Linked DNA regions of Sus scrofa: region 1 is linked to region 2. A link is a contact called in public Hi-C data. All regions are on one chromosome and are shown on one strand. Each heading gives the region's core, a stretch centred on a gene start, on an enhancer-like site or on the middle of the called end of the contact. The rest is flanking DNA. Distances are from core to core; before and after follow the strand shown. Region 1 holds the start of SRSF1 (serine and arginine rich splicing factor 1). Region 2 holds the start of MSI2 (RNA-binding protein Musashi homolog 2-like).

Evidence for each region. A called contact is a pair of places that touch in the nucleus more often than the background predicts.
Region 1: a Hi-C map of skeletal muscle shows a contact between it and region 2, with 6 times the contacts expected there. The contact joins the promoter of SRSF1 here to the promoter of MSI2 in region 2. A contact is called at or near these places in 5 of 47 Hi-C or Micro-C datasets (embryonic fibroblasts, heart right ventricle, mesenteric adipose tissue and 1 more) and 1 of 2 datasets of contacts at active chromatin or transcription factors (skeletal muscle).

Annotation. Positions count from the first base shown.
Region 1 is chr12:34,278,195-34,284,125 of Sscrofa11.1, reverse strand. SRSF1 (serine and arginine rich splicing factor 1) reads left to right here and starts at 2,008. Exons shown (of 4, transcript NM_001038007.1): 1 at 2,008-2,291; 2 at 2,727-2,911; 3 at 3,258-3,430; 4 at 3,634-5,761. The coding sequence starts at 2,098. The coding sequence ends at 3,828. LOC110256034 (a long non-coding RNA gene) reads right to left here and starts at 2,718. Exons shown (of 2, transcript XR_002337195.1): 1 at 1-2,718.
Region 2 is chr12:33,533,631-33,539,584 of Sscrofa11.1, reverse strand. MSI2 (RNA-binding protein Musashi homolog 2-like) reads right to left here and starts at 2,310. Exons shown (of 13, transcript NM_001315780.1): 1 at 2,249-2,310; 2 at 1,916-1,956; 3 at 1,522-1,603; 4 at 719-803. The coding sequence starts at 2,310. It overlaps LOC110256167 (a long non-coding RNA gene), which reads left to right and starts at 2,639. Exons shown (of 3, transcript XR_002337445.1): 1 at 2,639-3,246.

The DNA.
Region 1 (5,931 bases), core at 759-3,258, 740 kb before region 2:
TCCCGAGTTGCTGTGGCTCTGGCATAGGCCAGTGGCTACAGCTCCGATTCGACCCCTAGCCTGGGAACCTCCATACGCTGTGGGAGCGGCCCAAGAAACAGCAAAAAGACAAAAAAAAAAAAAAAAAAAAAAGAATCCGACTAGTATCCATGAGGAGGCGAGTTCGATCCCCAACCTTGCTCAGTGGGTTAAGGACCCAGCGTTGCCGCAAGCTGTGGCATAGGTCACAGATGCAGCTCAGATCCTGCATTGCTGTGGCTGTGGTGTAGGCTGGCAGCTGCAGCTCTGATTTTAACCCTAGCCTGGAATCTTCCACATGCCGCAGGAAGAAAAAAAATATCTATCATTGGAGGATGATCTAAAAGACAAAAAAACTGTGCGATACCCAGTTTTGAAAACCATCAGATTTCAAGGACTACTACTAAAGATCTTCTGTGAATCTGTTGAGCAGCAAATTAAATTTGCATTTTGGGATTACTGAGAACACTGTTAAAATACATGCAATCGCCTTTTAGAACTGAAAACATGACCTTCTGAAAAATCTTTTTAAGGCACTTTGGATCTTGAATATACTGTTTCCTTCTTTACTGTGACTGCCATGATGACTAGGGTCAAATTTGTAATCCATCTTTAGAACTCACAAATTTTTACTGCAGCCATTTTGTGTATTAACTTTATCCATGACTTCATTTTAATTTCCCCTTATATTCTCCGTGATTTCTCCATTCAATTGCAATAACGTTTTCTGGTATCTCTGTAAACAGCATCACATCACTGGGGAGAGGGATTGATGCGAATAAATAAAAATGAAGAAAATCATCCTCTCAATCAGGGTGCAGACCTGTTTCAGCATATTTATGACAGGGTTTTTTTTTTAATTTGAATTCACCATTAATATTTTAAAATCCCAGTATTTCATATAAAAATCCAGATTTCAGATGGCTCCGTGGCAAAATGTAACAAGTTCTTATCTCCCTGGACCAACATGCTGGCGAGATGAGTCCTTAAGCCGCCACTTCGGTCTCCAGTGGTCACAGAAATCCTCACACATCCACTTTGCTCATTCATATTACCTGAGAGATTTGCTAATGAGTTCCAAAAAAGGAAGGAACGTCAGGATTCTGCAATACAAACAGGAGGGCGCGCGTCTTTTTCGTTCTTTGAAAGACGTTGTAGAAATAACAGACACAATTCATTCTGCAAACCTTCACTGGACCTCTCCGCTGCGCTGGGCCCTGGCGATAGGTGATTTAAAAAAGAAGCAGAGGTCTGGGTCCTGGTTGGCTGATGCCGCCAGGAATTACCGCCACGAGCACAAGGAGCGTTGAACTGAGGTCAGTTCTGAACCGAAGGTGGAACGGTACTTAGCGTAGAATATTTATTAAAGCGTCTCAGCCAGGTTCCCCTGCATTAGACAGTCGTCCAAGCAGTCCACGGCCCGTTCGCAGATGGGGCGGGAAGACAAAGTCACGTCTCGGCTCCGCGTTGATTCACCCGCAACGCGACTCCTGAACGAGGTGCACTCTCCAAGGATGCCCGTGTTTCCGGAGCAACCGCCTGGTCCCTCCCCCTTTGACTCCGCCCCCGGCAGTCTTTCCCGCCAAAGGCCGTTAACAGCGCAGAGCATGGTGGGACCTAGCTTTAGGCTAGGTTTCACCAAATACTTTCAAGACGCCGTTTTTTTGAGAGAAACATTCCTGAGGAAACTGCTGATTCTTTAGGATTCGACAGAGATTAATAACCCCTTTTACGAGAGCTCTATATTTAATTTTGCCACAAGGCTGGTCACTCCCTTATTAAACCCCTCGACAAATCGGGAAGGCGGGAACTTTTTTCCCTTCGCGCGGAGGGTGACGTCGCGCTTGCGCGAGCGTCACTCTCGCAGCACCCGTTACGCTCTTGCGCGTGCGTAGTGAGATCGAATAGCTGCTTCCTCCCGCTTCTCTTCCTCCCTCCCCCCCATATCCGTGCGCCGAGCTGATAAAGGCGCCATTTTGGAGGGGCCGCGGGAGACGTGGTGTCGCTGCGGGCTCGCTCTCCCGCTCGCTAGGCTTGGTGGGAAGGCCTGTTCTCGAGTCCGCGCTTTTCGTCGCCGCCATGTCGGGAGGTGGTGTGATCCGTGGCCCGGCAGGGAACAACGATTGCCGCATCTACGTGGGTAACTTACCTCCAGACATCCGAACCAAGGACATTGAGGACGTGTTCTACAAATACGGTGCTATCCGCGACATCGACCTGAAGAATCGCCGCGGAGGACCGCCCTTCGCCTTCGTTGAGTTCGAGGACCCGCGGTGAGGCGGCCAGGGGCTTGCGGCCTTGAGGAAATAGGTTGGAGTAGTTGGGGAAGGCTCCGGGGCCTTCACTTGGGGAATGGGGCGGTGGGTTCTTGGGTTGGGGGCCAGACGATATCGCCCATGCAGGAGTCGAGTAAGGAGCCGAGTCGGCGTGGCTCCTCTGGTGGCCGGGCCCCACGGACGTCCCTAGAGCCGACTCGCAGGCTCGGAGCGGGAAACTGAGGCGCCGAGGGCTGCTGGAGTGGTCGGGAGCCTGGCGTGCTTCTGGGTGGGGGAGGGGCCGTTCCTATTATGCGGCGCATGTGGGCTCTTCCACCCCGGTGCGCATGTGCGGGGGCCCGCTCGCTCCCCGGCGGAGTGAGCCGCCCCTCCTGGCCCTTTTTTTTTTTTTTTCTTCTTTTCCTTACCCCTTGGCTTTCTCTGGTCACGCAGAGACGCAGAAGACGCGGTGTATGGTCGCGACGGCTATGATTACGATGGATACCGTCTGCGGGTGGAGTTTCCTCGAAGCGGCCGTGGTACCGGCCGAGGCGGCGGCGGGGGTGGTGGCGGCGGGGCTCCCCGAGGGCGCTATGGCCCCCCATCCAGGCGTTCTGAAAACAGAGTGGTTGTCTCTGGTGAGTTGGCGGGTCCGTGCGGATTGATGATAAGGGGACCGCACACCGTTTTGAAGTTTTTCTTGGTGTTTTCATGCCAGGTCTTCACTTAAACCGGAGTGCCTTGGGTGACTTTAGTTAACAAGGACTACTCTATTTGAGACTTAGCGAATTAGGTTGCAGTACCTAGAAGATAAGAAGAGCCTTAACTTTACAAATAATTTTGGACTCTTGATTCCGAACTCTTTTAACAGCTCGTTAAACGGGATGTTAAAGACCGTTGGTTTTAAGTCTTGTTTTAATGTAACCTTTATGTTTAATGTGAAACTTAGGATAATTGGTATTGAAAGAAAACGCACTTTTTCAGGACTGCCTCCAAGTGGAAGCTGGCAGGATTTGAAGGATCACATGCGTGAAGCAGGTGATGTATGTTATGCTGATGTTTACCGAGATGGCACTGGTGTCGTGGAGTTTGTACGGAAAGAAGATATGACCTATGCAGTTCGAAAACTGGATAACACTAAGTTTAGATCTCATGAGGTAGGTTATATTCTTTTCCTTGGCCAGAATTGGATACAGTGGTCTTAACAGTGGAATTTGAAGGTAAGATTCAGGCAAGGGTGTCCAAGTAAAAACCCAGTAAAGTGCCAGATTTCTGGTTTGAGTTACGTTGATTCATTCAGCATGCCTGAAGACAGGTGAAAGCTTAGATCTTTCAATCGAAAGTTCTGTCTATCCAATAGGGAGAAACTGCCTACATCCGGGTTAAAGTTGATGGGCCCAGAAGTCCAAGTTATGGAAGATCTCGATCTCGAAGCCGTAGTCGTAGCAGAAGCCGTAGCAGAAGCAACAGCAGGAGTCGCAGTTATTCCCCAAGGAGAAGCAGAGGATCACCACGCTATTCTCCCCGTCATAGCAGATCTCGCTCTCGTACATAAGATGATTGGTGACACTTTTTTGTAGAACCCATGTTGTATACAGTTTTCCTTTATTCAGTACAATCTTTTCATTTTTTAATTCAAAACTGTTTTTGTTCAGAGTGGGCTAAAGTGTTGAATTGCATTCTTGTGTAATATCCCCTTGCTCCTAACATCTACATTCCCCTCATGTCTGATAAATTGTATTTTAAGTGATGTCATAGACAGGATTGTTTAAATTTAGTTAACTCTCCATGCTCTTCAGACTGTGATACTGTGTAAATGTCTATTCTGCTCTGGTTTGTGTGAACTGGGATGTTGGGGGTGTTGGTGGTTATCTTACCTGGGGAAGTTCTTATGTTTATCTTGCTTTTCATGTGTCTTTCTGTAGACATATCTGAAGAGATGGATTAAGAATGCTTTGGATTAAGGATTGTGGAGCACATTTCAATCATTTTAGGATTGTCAAAAGGAGGATTGAGGAGGATCAGATCAATAATGGAGGCAATGGTATGACTCCAAGTGCTATTGTCACAGATGAAATTGGCAGTATTGACCTTATACTAAAAGGCAAGGGTTTAAAGTGATTATATACATCTATCTTAAAACACTTGAAAACATTTTATGCAGTTATATTTGGCTACAATTGCTTTACTCTTTAAAACTCTGGCAATTGTGGCAAAATTACATGGCCCATTTTGTAACAATTTGTTTTGCTCCCTTCCCTTTTTTGTTTTATTAGGGACTAATGTGGGAAGAACTGATTAATTTGTCACAGTGCTTAGTTACAACTGTTAATGTGTGACCTGCTGTTGGTGTACTTGTGGGTACAGGGTGTCTTTAATTCCAACCAGATAGAGTATAATATCAATACTGCTAAATCTGCATGTCCTCTGTGTGACTGATATAATAGCGTTGCTACTTCATTTTTTTAAGACAAAATGAAAGCAAAATAATAGAATTCCAATTTATTGGTGTAGATAATCTAGTTGGGAATACTTTTTAAGTCTCACGTTCCCCTTTAATATTCATAATTGACTCATGTTTAAAACACTTTAATTTACAAATTAAATTGCAGTTGGGAGCATTAGATTTAGTTTAGACTTAGGTGGGTAGCAATACCAGTAAACTTTTAAACTACATAACTTTTTGCAACCACAAAACCTGTAATACGCTGTACAGTAACAAGTGTTGGCATTATCAGTTGAACTGTAAATATAAAATGCTTCTTCCAGTTAGTCTCTATGATGATTAAGTTTCTAAAATTTATCTGAACACCATTCAGAAACTTGTTTTGGGGAATTTGATAGTTATTGATGTACATCTGTTAAACTGATGACAGACATAACTCATCATTCCCCAGAAACCTTTTTTGATTACAGTATCTAACATTTTGCCTCCTCTTTTTTGGTTTTGCTGGTTATAAAGGTTTGGATTGGAGAGGGCTCACTGGATCCCAATCCTTGGAGCTGGATCATTGGATTCAAATCATAATGTGGATAGGATAGGGAGGATGAATTACAAGGATTCATGGAGCGGGATCAGATTACCAGGAACATAGGAGTGGATTCCTGCCCCAACCAAACCGCATTCGTGTGGATTTTTTTTTTTTTTTTTTTTTTATTCAACTTAATTGGCTATTCCAAAGATTTTTTTTTTTTTCCTATTTTTGACGATTGGAGCCCTTAAGATGCACGATGGAATTGTGTTTTGCATTTTTGGTAAAAGGAGCAAAGCGAGGACCTGGAGATAAACGCTGGAGCAATCTCCTTGGAAGGATTCAGCACGAGTAGATGGTAAACATTTAAAGGGGAAAGGGGGGGTTTGTTTAAAATAGTAAATCAGTAAGTCACTTCTAAATTTAAAGAAAACAAAATTGGAGTTGAAGAATAAGTAGGTTTCCAATTGGCTATTGCCATTTTTCTTTGAAAAAAATAAACATTTTTTAAAAAACTATGCATGGTTGTCCTTTTTCCTCTTGTAAGATTTTTTTTTACTGAGTGACTTAACTAGTCTCACTTTAAATTTATAAGATACTGATTCTCGTGTTTATGTGTTAGTAAATTAAAGGTTCTTTGAAGTTTTCTAATAAATGCTATTAGCCACTGTTAATTCTTGTAAAAG
Region 2 (5,954 bases), core at 1,061-3,560:
ACTTTTACCCCCCTCAACCCTGGACTTGAAAACCTTCTAATGCTATAAAAGTACCCACACTCAAAATAAAGGATCGAGGGAAAGAAAAGAAAAGAAAAAGAAAAAGAAAAAAAAAAAAAAAAGACACGTTGAAACCCAAGGCCTTATCAGCCTTAGATTTCACACCATCTGGAGTCACCCACTGCCTGCCCAGCTTGGCTCTGTAAAGCCTCTTTCTTTCCCTTCTCAAACCACATTCCCAGCCCGAAGTGCCCAAGAGGAACCTGTTGCCTGGACTGTGATTAGCGCCCCCTCACCTCCTTCCGCCCCCTGTCCCCCTCCGCCAAGCAGGCTGTGCCTTCTAAGAGCCAATTCCTACAGCCACAGTTGGTAACGCGGGCTGTGCTCGGCTGACAAAGAAAAGTTGCCTCGGCTCTCTCTCGGTGGTGGAGTTTCTTTGCATGGTCCTTTGGCCTGGAAGATAGCCTCTCCCCAAGCCGACCCCTCCCCCAAGCCTAGGCTGGGCAGCCTCAGGGGCTGCAGGGAAACAAGCTCTAAAAAGAAAACCCCCAACCCAGCCGTCGCAGCAAACTTTAGAACCAACTCGCAAGCTCTACTTCAAAGTACCCACTTCTCAGCACAGCAGCAAAAGAAGGCACTGTCTCTTTAAATAGGGCTGTCAATGCCCAGATCGGTCCTGAAAAGGGGCGAACAACAACAACAAGGAAAAGCAACCTACCGTCTTGGAATCTAACTCGTGGTGGGGCTGACCTAGTACTTTATCTACACTTGCTGGGTCTGCGAACGTGACGAAACCGAAGCCTCTGAAATGAGACAAAGAGGGAGAAAAACAAACAAGAAAATGTGACACCGTTGAGAGCAACAAGGAGTGAGCCCCAACGCAGAATGGAAAGCAAAAAGTTGCCCCCACGCACCCCCACTCCCCGGCGCCCTCCCCACCCCCTCCTGCCTACAGCCCTCCGCCTCCCAAGGAAACACATCAAGGTTAATGGGGGAAGTGGAACGGGGGCAGGGCGGCTGGAGGTAACTTGGAGAACGCTGGTATCTCCACTCTTTCGCCACCTCAATCTCTCTCCTCCTCCTCCTCCCTTCCCTTTCTTTAACGCTTTGTTTTATTCCGAAGAAAACCCAGCACTTAGAGGAGATTCATCCAGCTTTCCAAGAGGGGCTTTAAGAGTTTGGGGAACTGGGAGTGCGGGGAAAGGATACATAGGGAAGGGAGGGGAAAAAAAAGAAAACTATGTGGAAAGTGAATGGAAGCTGAATGTCATTTGAAACAGGAGAAAAAGAAGCGACGGAGAAATGACTTAAAGCAGAAACATGGGCATCTCTGTAGCCAGAGTTCAGCCCCAATTAATAACCTTTGGGGTTAATGGGGGGGGGAGACTGAGCGACGTTCGAAATCAGCCACATGCCTGAGCCCCATTCTAAATCCGCTTAGCTACTACCGAAGACACCTCCAAAAATAACACTTAAACTTTCTTCTAAAATAAAGACAAAATCCAGAAGGGAATGGTTTACCTGGAGCGTTTCGTAGTGGGATCTCTCATGACCATACATTCTCTAATTTCTCCAAATTTGCTAAAATAGTCTCTAAGGCTATCTGTAGAGAGAAAGAGAGAGATGGGGGGGGAGAAGGTGTGGGGAAAAAAAAAAGCAATGCAAATTTTGATCAAGGACAAAAACCAAAAGTAGTTTTCTGTTGTTATTCTGGGGGGTTTTTTGCACACGCGGGGGAAATTCGGCAACAGAGGTCGCGTAGAGGGCTCGGAAAGGATTTGCTATTTAAAAAAATAACCTTGCACAGGAGAAGTGGGGAGCCAATGGCGGGGGGGGGCTCCTACACCGGGATAACAAAGAGCAATAAAGAAGCCAAGAAGGGGGGGACCCAGGCGTCCCCCCCTCCCTCCCTTACCTGGTGAGGTCTGCCAGCTCAGTCCACCGATAAACATTTTACTAGAGGGAGAAAACATAACAGAAGTGAGCACCGATGTCAGATCGGCCATTTTGACGTGTAACTTACAAAAGCTAAAAGGAAAGCAGGGGGGAGCGAGCGAGCGAGAGCCGGGAGGTGGGGTGGGGGAGAAGGTGACGGCGAAATGCAATCCAAAGGTGTGTAACTTCCACGGGGGGGCGCGCGGGAGGGGCGGGGGGGCGCGGGAGATGCCCGGCTCCGCGCACCGCCGTCCCCGCCGCTGCAAGGAGAGCGAGCCCGAGGCGGCGCGGTGGGCAGCGGCTGGAAACTTACCCGGGGTCGTGCTGGGAGTCGTTGGCGCTGCCCGAGGTGCCTTGGCTCCCATTTGCCTCCATATCTGAGCCCCCCCGCCCCCCCACCCCCAAAAAACCGAGCCCCACAGCGATCGGAGCGGAGCGGCGGCCGGCTCCGAGCCCCGAGATCTCCCGCTCCCTCCTCCCCCTCCTCCTCCCCCCCGCCCGGGCTCCTCCGAATCTCTCAGCGAGCGGCGGAGCCGGGGCAGCGGCGAGAGCCGTCACACGTGGGCTCGGCTTAGCTCAGCCCCGCTGCTCGCACACCCCCCGTCCCCGCCCCCCCGGCCCATCCCCACCTCTCCCCCTCCTCCTCCCCACCCCCATCCCCTCCTCCTCCCCCTCCTCCCGGCGCACGTGGGGCGGAGTTCTAGAACGTCGTGTAACCAATGCCGGTGACGTCACGCACCCCGGTGCGGCCCCCGCCTGCCGCGCGCGCACACTCGGCCCCCCGCAGCCGGACCCACGGGGGCGGTGCGCGAACCCCGCGGCCCGAGGGGCCCCGCCTCCGGGCGGGCCGGGCCGGGGGGCGGGGGGAGCGCACCCCGACTTCCCTCGATCACATGGGCTGCGTGGGGAGGGTGGATCGGGGGAGGGGGAAGCGCGGGGAGCTGGCCACCGCTCCGCACTCGGGCTGGGGAGAAGACGCCCCCCACCCCTTCTAGGTCGGCCTCTCCATTCAAGTTCCCCAGCCCCAGCCGCCGGGATCCGGGGATGGCACCAGCCGCCCTCCCGGCTCTGCGCCCTTTTTCCAGCCACCGCGCAGAAATTTAGGTCAAGGACGTCGGGATCAAACCCAGACCCTGGCGCTCCTCGGGCGGCCCCCGAGACCCCTCTAGGTCGGGGGCCTTCAGGATTGCGGAGACCCTCCCGCACCAACGCCAGCCACAAGTTTTATTTTCCTCTCGCGCTGGAAGTTCTCTCTGGCTCTCGCTCCAAACCGGCACGTCTTGCGCCGCTCCCCGCCCTTCCCTGGCAGAGGTACGAAATCCGTGCCCGGGAAAGGTTATTTTGGAACTTTGAGGAAACTGACGCGATTCCAGTGGTGAGAAAATGCCGAAGAAAGGGTTTCCGCGTTAATCATAGGGAGTTTAAAAAATATAATAAAATAGGTTTATAGGGGTCAAGGTCAAATGATTGGAGTTCAAATCAAATTTTTGCGTATAAAGAGAAATAGTTTGGGAGCACCTCCGGGAGGGCTGGGAAGGGTGGTTATTTGAGGAAACCCCTCTCAACCCCTTCGTTTTATGTATGTCTTATTGTTTCTATGCTGAGGTAGAGAAGTGCATGAAATGTAAATTAAGACCAAGCCCCCCACCATCTGTGGAGGTAGCTGAGGGTGGCAGAAGGCTTCAAATACGCTCACCCTGGCCACCTTAGGAGTAGTGGTGCAGCACAGGTCCTGGTACACAGTAGGTGCTTAAAAAGTGCTGCTTCTCATCCTTTCCCGCACTGATAACTCCAAAAAGACGTTTCTGTAGCTTCCCCCAAACATCTCACATTTAAACAGCAAATTTCAGGCGGGCCAAATTCAGGCTGGATTCAATTTATGGGGTATTTAAAACAATAAGGATGTAATTATCCTTATTGTTTTAAATCATTACAATAAATTGAGTTAATATGGCATGAGGGGCAACATAAAGTTGTGGTTCATCAAATACTCAGATTAATGTTAAGCATGAATTGATGCCCAATTAACACTTTTCCATTCATTTTCATTGGATTAGGACACAATGGAATACACTCAATGCCAAAACTGTACCAAATCCACTGTGGCTCTTGGGAAAATGGAATCTTTGGAAAATCCCAACATCAGCCAAAGCCTTGAGTGACCAGACTCTTATTAATCTGTCTCCTAAACTGGGATCATTCTTCCTTGATAGAGGGAGGGGAGGGATTGAAATGAACACATGGAAAAGTCCCTTTTTGATTGCAAGCCCACATGAGCTGTGAGCTGTGTGCCTTATCAATCATTACTTCATGTGATTTTTAGAAGGCACTTTAAAACTTTAAACCCAAGCATTTTCCCTCCCTCCAAACTGCTTTCCGAATCATCTGGGGTCCTGTGTATGGAAGAGCCAGTTGTTATTACGGTAATTGTTTATTGTGGCTATTCTCAATACCAAACAGAGCTAATTGGATTTTGTGTGGGATTTTTACACGAGACCCGCAGACCATCAGAGGCAGAAAGGCCTTTCCTGGTCCAACCCCTCATCTTACATCGGGGAGCCCAGAGGAACCAGGCTTTCCAGGCTACGCCCCACCTCCACCTGTCAGTTCCTTACAGGGGCTCTGGCCATCAGTCCCACGCCCTCTGGCTCTGCTGCAGACACATGTATTCTGTCCTTCTCAAGGACAGAGAGTGGGGTGCCCTTGTTCCCTGTTGCAGACCTGCGTGCGCTGAACAGAACTGAAACCCTGCGAGGGGCCGGTGCTGCAGTTATAAAGTCAGTGGCTGAGAGAAAGTTGGAGCTTAAATCACCAACACTACGTGGTTTCTATTTATTTAATTTTAATTTCTATGCAGTAACGTTGACTCTTCTGGGCCTGTAATTCGGAGTTTTGACAAATGCATGGAGGCGAGTAACCCCCACCATAACCAAGTTACAGATGTTTCTTTGCATAATATACGTAATGGTTTATTATTATTATTTCCATTATTGTTATTATTGTGCATTTCTCCTCTAACTCACTCCCTCTGTGTATTCCCTGGGCCAGCAGAATTCCAGGACCATGTCAGTCTGCCACACTCTTGGTCTTCTAAAGCCCATGACACTGGGACACGCCTTTCTTGTCACACTCTTCCCTTGGCAACCTTGATACCCACACCCTCCTGGTTTGCATCCTCCTCTCCAGCCATTCCTCCTCTCTTTGCCCTGACTCCTCCTCCTCTGCCTTTCCTTTAAATATTGGTATTCATTCTCTCCCGCATTTACACTCTTTCCGTGTGTGAGAACCTCTGAAGCATGGGTTCAGTACCCCCTACATGCTGATGTCACTCAAATTAAAATCTCTCGGAGTTCCCGCCGTGGCTTGGTGGTTAAGAAATCCGACTAGAAACCATGAGGTGGCGGGTTCGATCCCTGGCCTCGCTCAGCGGATTAAGGAGCCGGCATCACCATGGGCTGTGGTGTAGGTTGCAGATGCAGCTTGGGTCCCGTGTTGCTGTGGCTCTGGTGTAGGCCGGCAGCTACAGCTTGGATTAGACCCCTAGCCTGGGAACCTCCATATGCTGCGGGTATGGCCCTAGAAAAGACAAAAAAAAAAAAAAAAATTAAAATCTCCCTCCAGCTCTGGTTAATTTCTTATTCAATATCCCCTCTTAGCCTTCCCAAAGGTCCCCCAAACTCAGCCTATCCAAAACCACATGCACGCTCTTTTCCCCTAAATCTGACCCTCCTTTAAGGTTCCCTCTCTGCATGAACAATCCTCAGCCATCTTCAAGACAAGGTTGGCCCCTCTCCAGGTTGACACCTTCCCATGTGCAATCCGTCAGGAAGAACTGTTGGTTTTACTTCTTAATCTCAAATTCACCTTTCCTGCTACTGCAGCTCAGATGTCCTACTGGAGCCGCTGTTGCAAGACTCCTAAACACCCTTCCCACACTCATTCTTACTCTGCTAATGTGCCTGGAAAGCATTCCCTGACCTCTCTGATGGGTTGAATCCCTCTCGGTAGGCACTGTTATC